Linked DNA regions of Mus musculus: region 2 is linked to region 1. A link is a contact called in public promoter capture Hi-C data. All regions are on one chromosome and are shown on one strand. The core of a region is the stretch at or near the end of the contact, and the rest is flanking DNA. Distances in the headings are between cores, read along the strand shown. Region 1 overlaps Adam32 (a disintegrin and metallopeptidase domain 32). Region 2 overlaps Tacc1 (transforming, acidic coiled-coil containing protein 1).

Region 1 (3,325 bases), core at 318-2,817:
TGCAGACGGCCCCACTGCTTCTCCAGACACTTTATGTAGCAAGGTCCTAATGCTACTTTAATGTAACTTTGAAACATAAGTCCAATTTACTCGCTACTCATGGACTCCTCTTCCTTGGAACCGCACTGTTTCAAGCCTTTCCACCCTGTGCCTATGAGGAACACTGAAGCGAGGATAATTAAGACAATGTACAAACTTAAAAGCCACTTCTTTTCTTGGTTCTTAGATGCTCTTTCCATGGGCAGATCTAAAAATAAAAGGTATGTGAGCCATTAGAAGGCATAATTTACTTTCAAGATACAATAAATATATTTAAATGATTTCTTTTGGTCGTCCCCCCCCCCTTGTCAATTAAGTAACATGGAAAAGTTAAGTACAGTAGCACAGCATTTGAAACTTTATCTAAGATCGACCCCAAGACATGGAAACAATGTTTCAAAGGTTTCCAGACTATTCTACACCATTTCGTGACTACAATAAAACCCCCTTATAGCCCTGTGAGTGCTGGAAATCTAGTGATCTGAAGTGCAGGTTGCTTACAGTAAGACTGCCTGACTTTCACTCACTACAGGATTCTCAACAGAACCTCACTATGCTAATATAGTACCTCCTTTGTAGGCAACAGATTATTATCTTCCTACCTTAGGATTGTATTTCTATACATCAAATTGCATTACTGAGTTCCCACACAATTTGTAAATGTGATAAAAAGCAGATGCGGATCTCTCCCAAATGATAGAGATGTCAGAATGAGAGGGGGGAGGGGGAGGGGGAGGGAGGGAAAGAGAAAGTGAGAGAAAGAGAAAGAGAAAAAAAAAGAAAAAAGAAAAAAACGGATAGCCCAAGGCACCCTACTGGCCTCACACCCATGTAACAGAAACTATGAGCAGAGTTAATAATATTTGGTCCCATTATTTGAGGAAAAAAAATCTTTTGATTCCAAATATTATCAGTCTCTTTCCAGGTGGTAAAATGTGGCTTTCTTTGGATGAAAATAAGTGATCTTATAACTTTTTCTCAATAGCTATTTAAAGACAGAGATACTTGCCGTGCTTGCCAGACCACAGCGATGCTGACCTTTTTGTCGTAGGATATTGACAGTTGGGAGGTGAGTAGCCGGCATTGCAGTGGCAGACACCATGAGAATTGCACACCTAGGGTTAGTTTGAATGTTAGTGTAAATGATTTTCTTCTAATTATGAAATTATGTGCTAGGTTATAATATTTACTTTTTTATCTTAGCCAAGAATGACTGAATTCATTTTGATTTAAATAGAGAATTCCATAGAGGGAATATCTGGTTTCTTAGGCTAAAACTCACACATCAAAGGAAGACATGTTTAAAAACTGCGAAGAGAGACTTATATTTGTATGAAGAAACTGTAGTGAATTCAAATGTTTGCCCTTAAATTTAGAGAGCAGTTTCAGGCACATAGATCATCTCTAAACCTGGCAGTGTGTTGCAGGCAGTAGGCCAGATGTCAGCATCTGTCTTTTCCCTTGTCTAGGTTCTGTAGACTGTCGGCTGTTTCAGCCATCAGCCTTTACAAGGAAAGACCTGGACCTTCCCCAGGCTGATTGTGAATCATTTACTAGCAATTGGATGCTTTTCCTGTTACTCAGCTTAATGCCATCTTAACTGGATCTAAATCGAAACAAAAAAAAAAAAAAAAACCTCAGCAACTTCCATGAGAATAAATTTTCTAAATGCAAAGAAATTGAGATTTGGGGGCAGGGAGCCAAATGAAAATTATTGGCAATGAAAAAAAATCACAGTGAGAAGCACCATCAACAGACTAGTTCACACAGAAAGTCCTCACATCATCGTCCCGAGTTCATCACTCAGATAAACAATAATTCAAACATGATCCATCGTGGCCTTACTTTTGAGGACTCTGGTGTGAACATCAGGGGCTAGAAGGACCTGATGCTGTAATCTTTAGTTGAAAGCCCATTCAACTAAATTACAGCAGAGCATTAGCCATATATAGAGAGAAGTAGTGTGCAAAAGGACATTTAGAGCCACAGACAGGCATCACTACAAAGTCTCCTCCATGGGACTTTAGAGATGCACTGCTGGGAAGGATGCAGAAGAACCCTTAAAGCCAAAGCCAGGTGTGGAGGCACAAGCCTAGAACCCCAGCACTCACACGGCTAAGGCAGAAAAGACACTGGTTCTTAGGCAGGCTTGGGCTCCAAAGTAGGTACTTGTCTCAAAACGTGACAAGCAAATACTCTTTAATATCACATGACACAGGCTGGCTGATTAGATTTACTAATAAACAAACAAACAAACAAACAGATGACTATTCTCTGAGGTGAGGGTGGGACAGCACCTGCCCTGATGAGCACACAGGTTTGTAGAAAGGGAAGCGTGAAGATGGTGTAGTGAGATGTTAAATCTTGAGTGTGAGCTGCAGTCTCTCTCTCTCTCTCTCTCTCTCTCTCTCTCTCACACACACACACACACACACACAAACACACATCAGGAATTAGATGTGCATGTATGTCCTGAACATATGTTATATATCATATATATATATATATGATGTATATCCTAAATATATATATGATGTATATCCTGAATAAATATGTAATATATATCCTAAATATATATGATATATAATCTGTGACATATATCCTAAATATGTGATATATATCCTAACTATATGTATATTTATACATACATACATTTATACATCATATAAATACATTTACACATATGTCACAGATATCCTAAAAGGTGACCACAAGGCAAAATTAGAAGCAATGAAGGAAACAGTTCACCAGAAAGGCCTAGTGATTGTCAACATAAACATGCACAGGTTGTCAGCACTCCCAGTTTGATGAAAGAGAGATTATTGCCTATAAAGGAATAGGCTGGTGAGATGCAATGTTTTGGGGACATTTTGATACCCCACCCTTACCAACATGCAGATGAGAGAGAGAGAGAGAGAGAGAGAGAGGAGAGAGAAGATTTAAATTTCACTATAGGTCAAATTAACTTAGATGACACAAAAAACATCCCATCTGAGACTATGCCGGGGCCCAGCAAACACAGAAGTGGATGCTCACAGTCAGCTAATGGATGGATCATAGGGCTCCCAATGGAGGAGCTAGAGAAAGTAGCCAAGGAGCTAAAGGGATCTGCAACCCTATAGGTGGAACAACATTATGAGCTAACCAGTACCCCGGAGCTCTTGACTCTAGCTGCATATATATCAAAAGATGGCCTAGTCGGCCATCACTGGAAAGAGAGGCCCATTGGACTTGCAAACTTTATATGCCCCAGTACAGGGGAATACCAGGGCCAAAAAGGGGGAGT
Region 2 (3,325 bases), core at 319-2,818, 300 kb after region 1:
CAGCCAGTCTTGAGCCTGCTGACATTATCTCTGCTTATCAGCATCAATTATGTTGGGCTCTGATTTGATTTGGGCTGTCCCGTCCTCGATAGGATGGCCTGGCAGTGTTTCTGGCCTCTACCCACTTAGAGGCTCCTAGCATCTCCCAATTACAACCGCCAAATTAGTCTCTAGGCATGGCCTCGTGTCCCTGGAAGGCAGCTCTGCTCTGAAAGCTGAGGGACCACAGCAGTGAAAGGAAAGGTGCTTCGCTTGCTGCGCAAAAGCACACAGCGAGAATGAAAGGCAGCTGTGGGACCCAGACCACGTGTCCAAGCCCCTGGACTCCTGGCTAAAACACCGTGTTTGCCTTCTGAAACCTAGCAGTGGCTGAGGACTCCTGCTACTCTTGGTTAATAATGTGATGTGTGTCCCGAGAATCACTTCATAAGGGAGCCAGCCTGCAGCAACTGAGTAAAAAGATCAAAGCCACCTTCCTTGCTCCAGATCTGTGACAAGCTAGGTCTACCAAGGACTGACAGGAGCCAGAGTGGAGGAGGGCAGCCAGATGTCCCTGTGTCAGCGACAGGAGCCCCTCCATGACAGACCCCTCCATACCTTCTGCTGAAGAGCCCTCTCCAGGGACTCCACCTTCATCTGCTCCTTCCGGAGTCCGGCATGGAGAGCGGCACTCTCAGCCTTCGCCTTGGAGCGAACCTGAGCAATCTCCTCGTTGGCTCTGTGATGGTGTTTTGGGTTCGTTTGGGAGAAGAGATAAAAAAGGACACAGATTAGCGACCAGGGACAGACAGAGAGGCAGGAAGACGGGATGCCAACTGCTGACTTTCACAAAACATAGACTCGGGGCTGGAGAGATGACTCAGTGGTTAAGAAGAGCACTGGCTGCTCTTCCAGAGGTCCCGAGCAACCACAAGGTGGCTCACAACCATCTATAATGGGAGCTGATGCTCTCTTCCGGCATGCAGGCAGAGCATGCATATATTTAAATAAATAAATAAATAAGTAAATAAATAAATTTCTATACAGACTCAAATGAACTGACTGCGTGATCAGAGGAAACCAGGAACCAGTGACCTACAAAATGCAATTTATATGAAACCACTAAGCACTTTTCCATGGGACATCCTGGCGGCAGAAATCAATATTCTTCAAGTTTTGTGTTTCATGCGGAAAATGAATTAGGTAATTTCATAACAATCCTAGTTTTTAAAGGAGTCGTCCAACAGACTTCCTTTCCAAGTAAACGGTGCATGAAGGCCACTCTACAGCAAAGCACCTGCCCGTGGCAGTCTGACCTTTGTATTAGAGTGACAGGCTCTCATGTGGAATAATCCCAGGTTTTCCCACTGTCAACTGTTGCCCTACCGATGTCTGTGAGTTATTGACCTCAGAAGTGTCTTTATCAATGAGATCAGAGAGGAAGCAGGTCACTTAATAAACATCTGGCTAATCCACAAAGCTGCCACAACCTCACCAGCAAGGAGACATAAAAATTAATGTGCTAAGCACTTTGGGTGGCGTGATGTGTGCAGGGTGGGGTGGGGGGAGGGGAAGATGACTGAAGCCAGGATCTTGTGCCTGCTGAGTGGGTGGCCTATCGCTGAGCTGTGCGTGGTCAAAAGTACAGTATGGTCTTGTCCTAAGAACTCAAAGAACAACAGAACCACGACAAAACAGGGAAGGAGGGGAAGCACAAAGTGGGAATGAAGAAAACCCAAAATATACATATCTCAGGACACAGTAATTCCATCTTTTGCTAACTCTGCACAGAAATAACCTGCTAATGTGTCTGCTTTCAACATGGAGAGTCTGAGCCAGTCTAAATGCTCATCAGTAAAGAAAGACAGTCGCAGTCAGAGTTGGCTCAGTGTTTAAGAGTACTGGCTGCTCTGACAAAGGACCCAGGCTCCACATGGTGGCTCACCCTCTTCTGGCCTCCATGGGCATCAGGCATGCAGGTGATGCAGACATACATGCAGACAAAATACTCACACGCATGATATAAAAATAAATGAAATGTTTTCTAAAAAGATCCTACGGTCTAATAATGGAATTAGACCGAGCTGTGTGTTCTGACATGGAAAATGGTTCTAATATGCCATTACATGACAAGGAAAATGTGTAGGCTATTTTGATGTATATCTCAAAGCAACAACAATAGGAAGATACCATCTTTGTAGCTTGTAAAGCACAAACACAACAGAAGGACACACAACAACGAAATCCTTAATGAGGCCATAAGAGAGTGTAGAGGAGAGACATTTTTGAAGCTAGAAGTACGGACCACAGAATGCACCAACTGTACTACTTTGTAGTTAGAAACTAGGGTGGAAGCTGACGATCATGGCACTTGTCCCTTGGTCCCAGCAGAGGCAGGGGGATCTCTGAGTTTGAGAGGAGTTCCAGGCAAGTCAGGAGTACACAGTGAGATTTCATCTTTTAAAAAGAGCTTGTCTTAATCCCAGCACATGGGAGGCAGTGACAGGTCGATTTCTGAAGCCAGCCTGGACTACAGAGTGAGTTCCAGGACAGCCAGGGCTATACAGAGAAACCCTGTGTCAAAAAACCAAAAACACCATTCTCTGGGGTAAATTCCAAAATGTATTAGTGGACTTCAGGACTGAAAGTCCTAAGAGTGTTAGAAGGGAAATGGGAAGAAAATTCTCTCTACCTGGAACGCTGTCATAGGGAATCCAGAAACTGCAAACAAAGTGACTCTTGTCACCTTTGAATATATGGTGTCACATGCCATTAAGTTTAGCACCCAGGAGGCCGAGGCAAGTTCAAGGTCCACCTGAACTATAGGGGGAGACCCTGACTCAAAAACCCTGAAGTAAGTCATCTTCCTGCCATCACAGCACACTGCAAAGCTGAGGAGAGAGCGCTAAGGCAGAGCTCTTTGTCAAGTATGTGCCAACTCTGGGTTCAATCCCACAACAGTAAAAACAAAACAAAGATTTACTCTCTTCTTCATAGACAGGGTCAACACACACACATACACACAAATATTAAGTTGGAAATTGAATTACAATTTGCAATGAAAGCCAGTGCCCCTCATATGTGACACACTAAGTTACAACAGGAAGGGCAAAGAAGAGTCAATCATGATAGAGCAGGTGTTTAAATAGACAACCACTGAAACACATGCAATTTTACTACGATAACGTAAAGTAAACTCCTCCCAATAGAGTAAATGCTACGTTGCCAAACCCCACAGAAAGCTCCACTTTCACCGAGTACACGGACCATCACCTACACATTGAGCTATTGGCAGAGCTTTAGGGAAAAAACTCACGAGGGAGGGGTAAGCTGATGTACATCTAAT

Evidence for each region. Capture Hi-C pulls out chosen DNA fragments and counts their contacts.
Region 2: a promoter capture Hi-C map of pancreatic islet shows a contact between it and region 1. The contact joins two enhancer-like sites. A contact is called at or near these places in 2 of 9 other capture datasets (embryonic stem cells and pancreatic islet).

Annotation. Positions count from the first base shown.
Region 1 is chr8:24,863,299-24,866,623 of GRCm38.p6, forward strand. Adam32 (a disintegrin and metallopeptidase domain 32) reads right to left here. Exons shown (of 22, transcript NM_153397.2): 18 at 1,049-1,154; 19 at 91-247. Among named protein-coding and RNA genes, the nearest start is that of Adam5, 41 kb to the left of the region's middle. Within about 2 kb of position 1,568, at least 15 of the 459 cell types and tissues checked have an H3K27ac peak or open chromatin away from gene starts, as enhancers often do. A contact at or near this core is called in pancreatic islet, where this site is marked.
Region 2 is chr8:25,160,598-25,163,922 of GRCm38.p6, forward strand. It overlaps Tacc1 (transforming, acidic coiled-coil containing protein 1), which reads right to left. Exons shown (of 13, transcript NM_177089.5): 12 at 598-718. Among named protein-coding and RNA genes, the nearest start is that of Mir8108, 3.0 kb to the left of the region's middle. Within about 2 kb of position 1,569, at least 3 of the 459 cell types and tissues checked have an H3K27ac peak or open chromatin away from gene starts, as enhancers often do. A contact at or near this core is called in pancreatic islet, where this site is marked.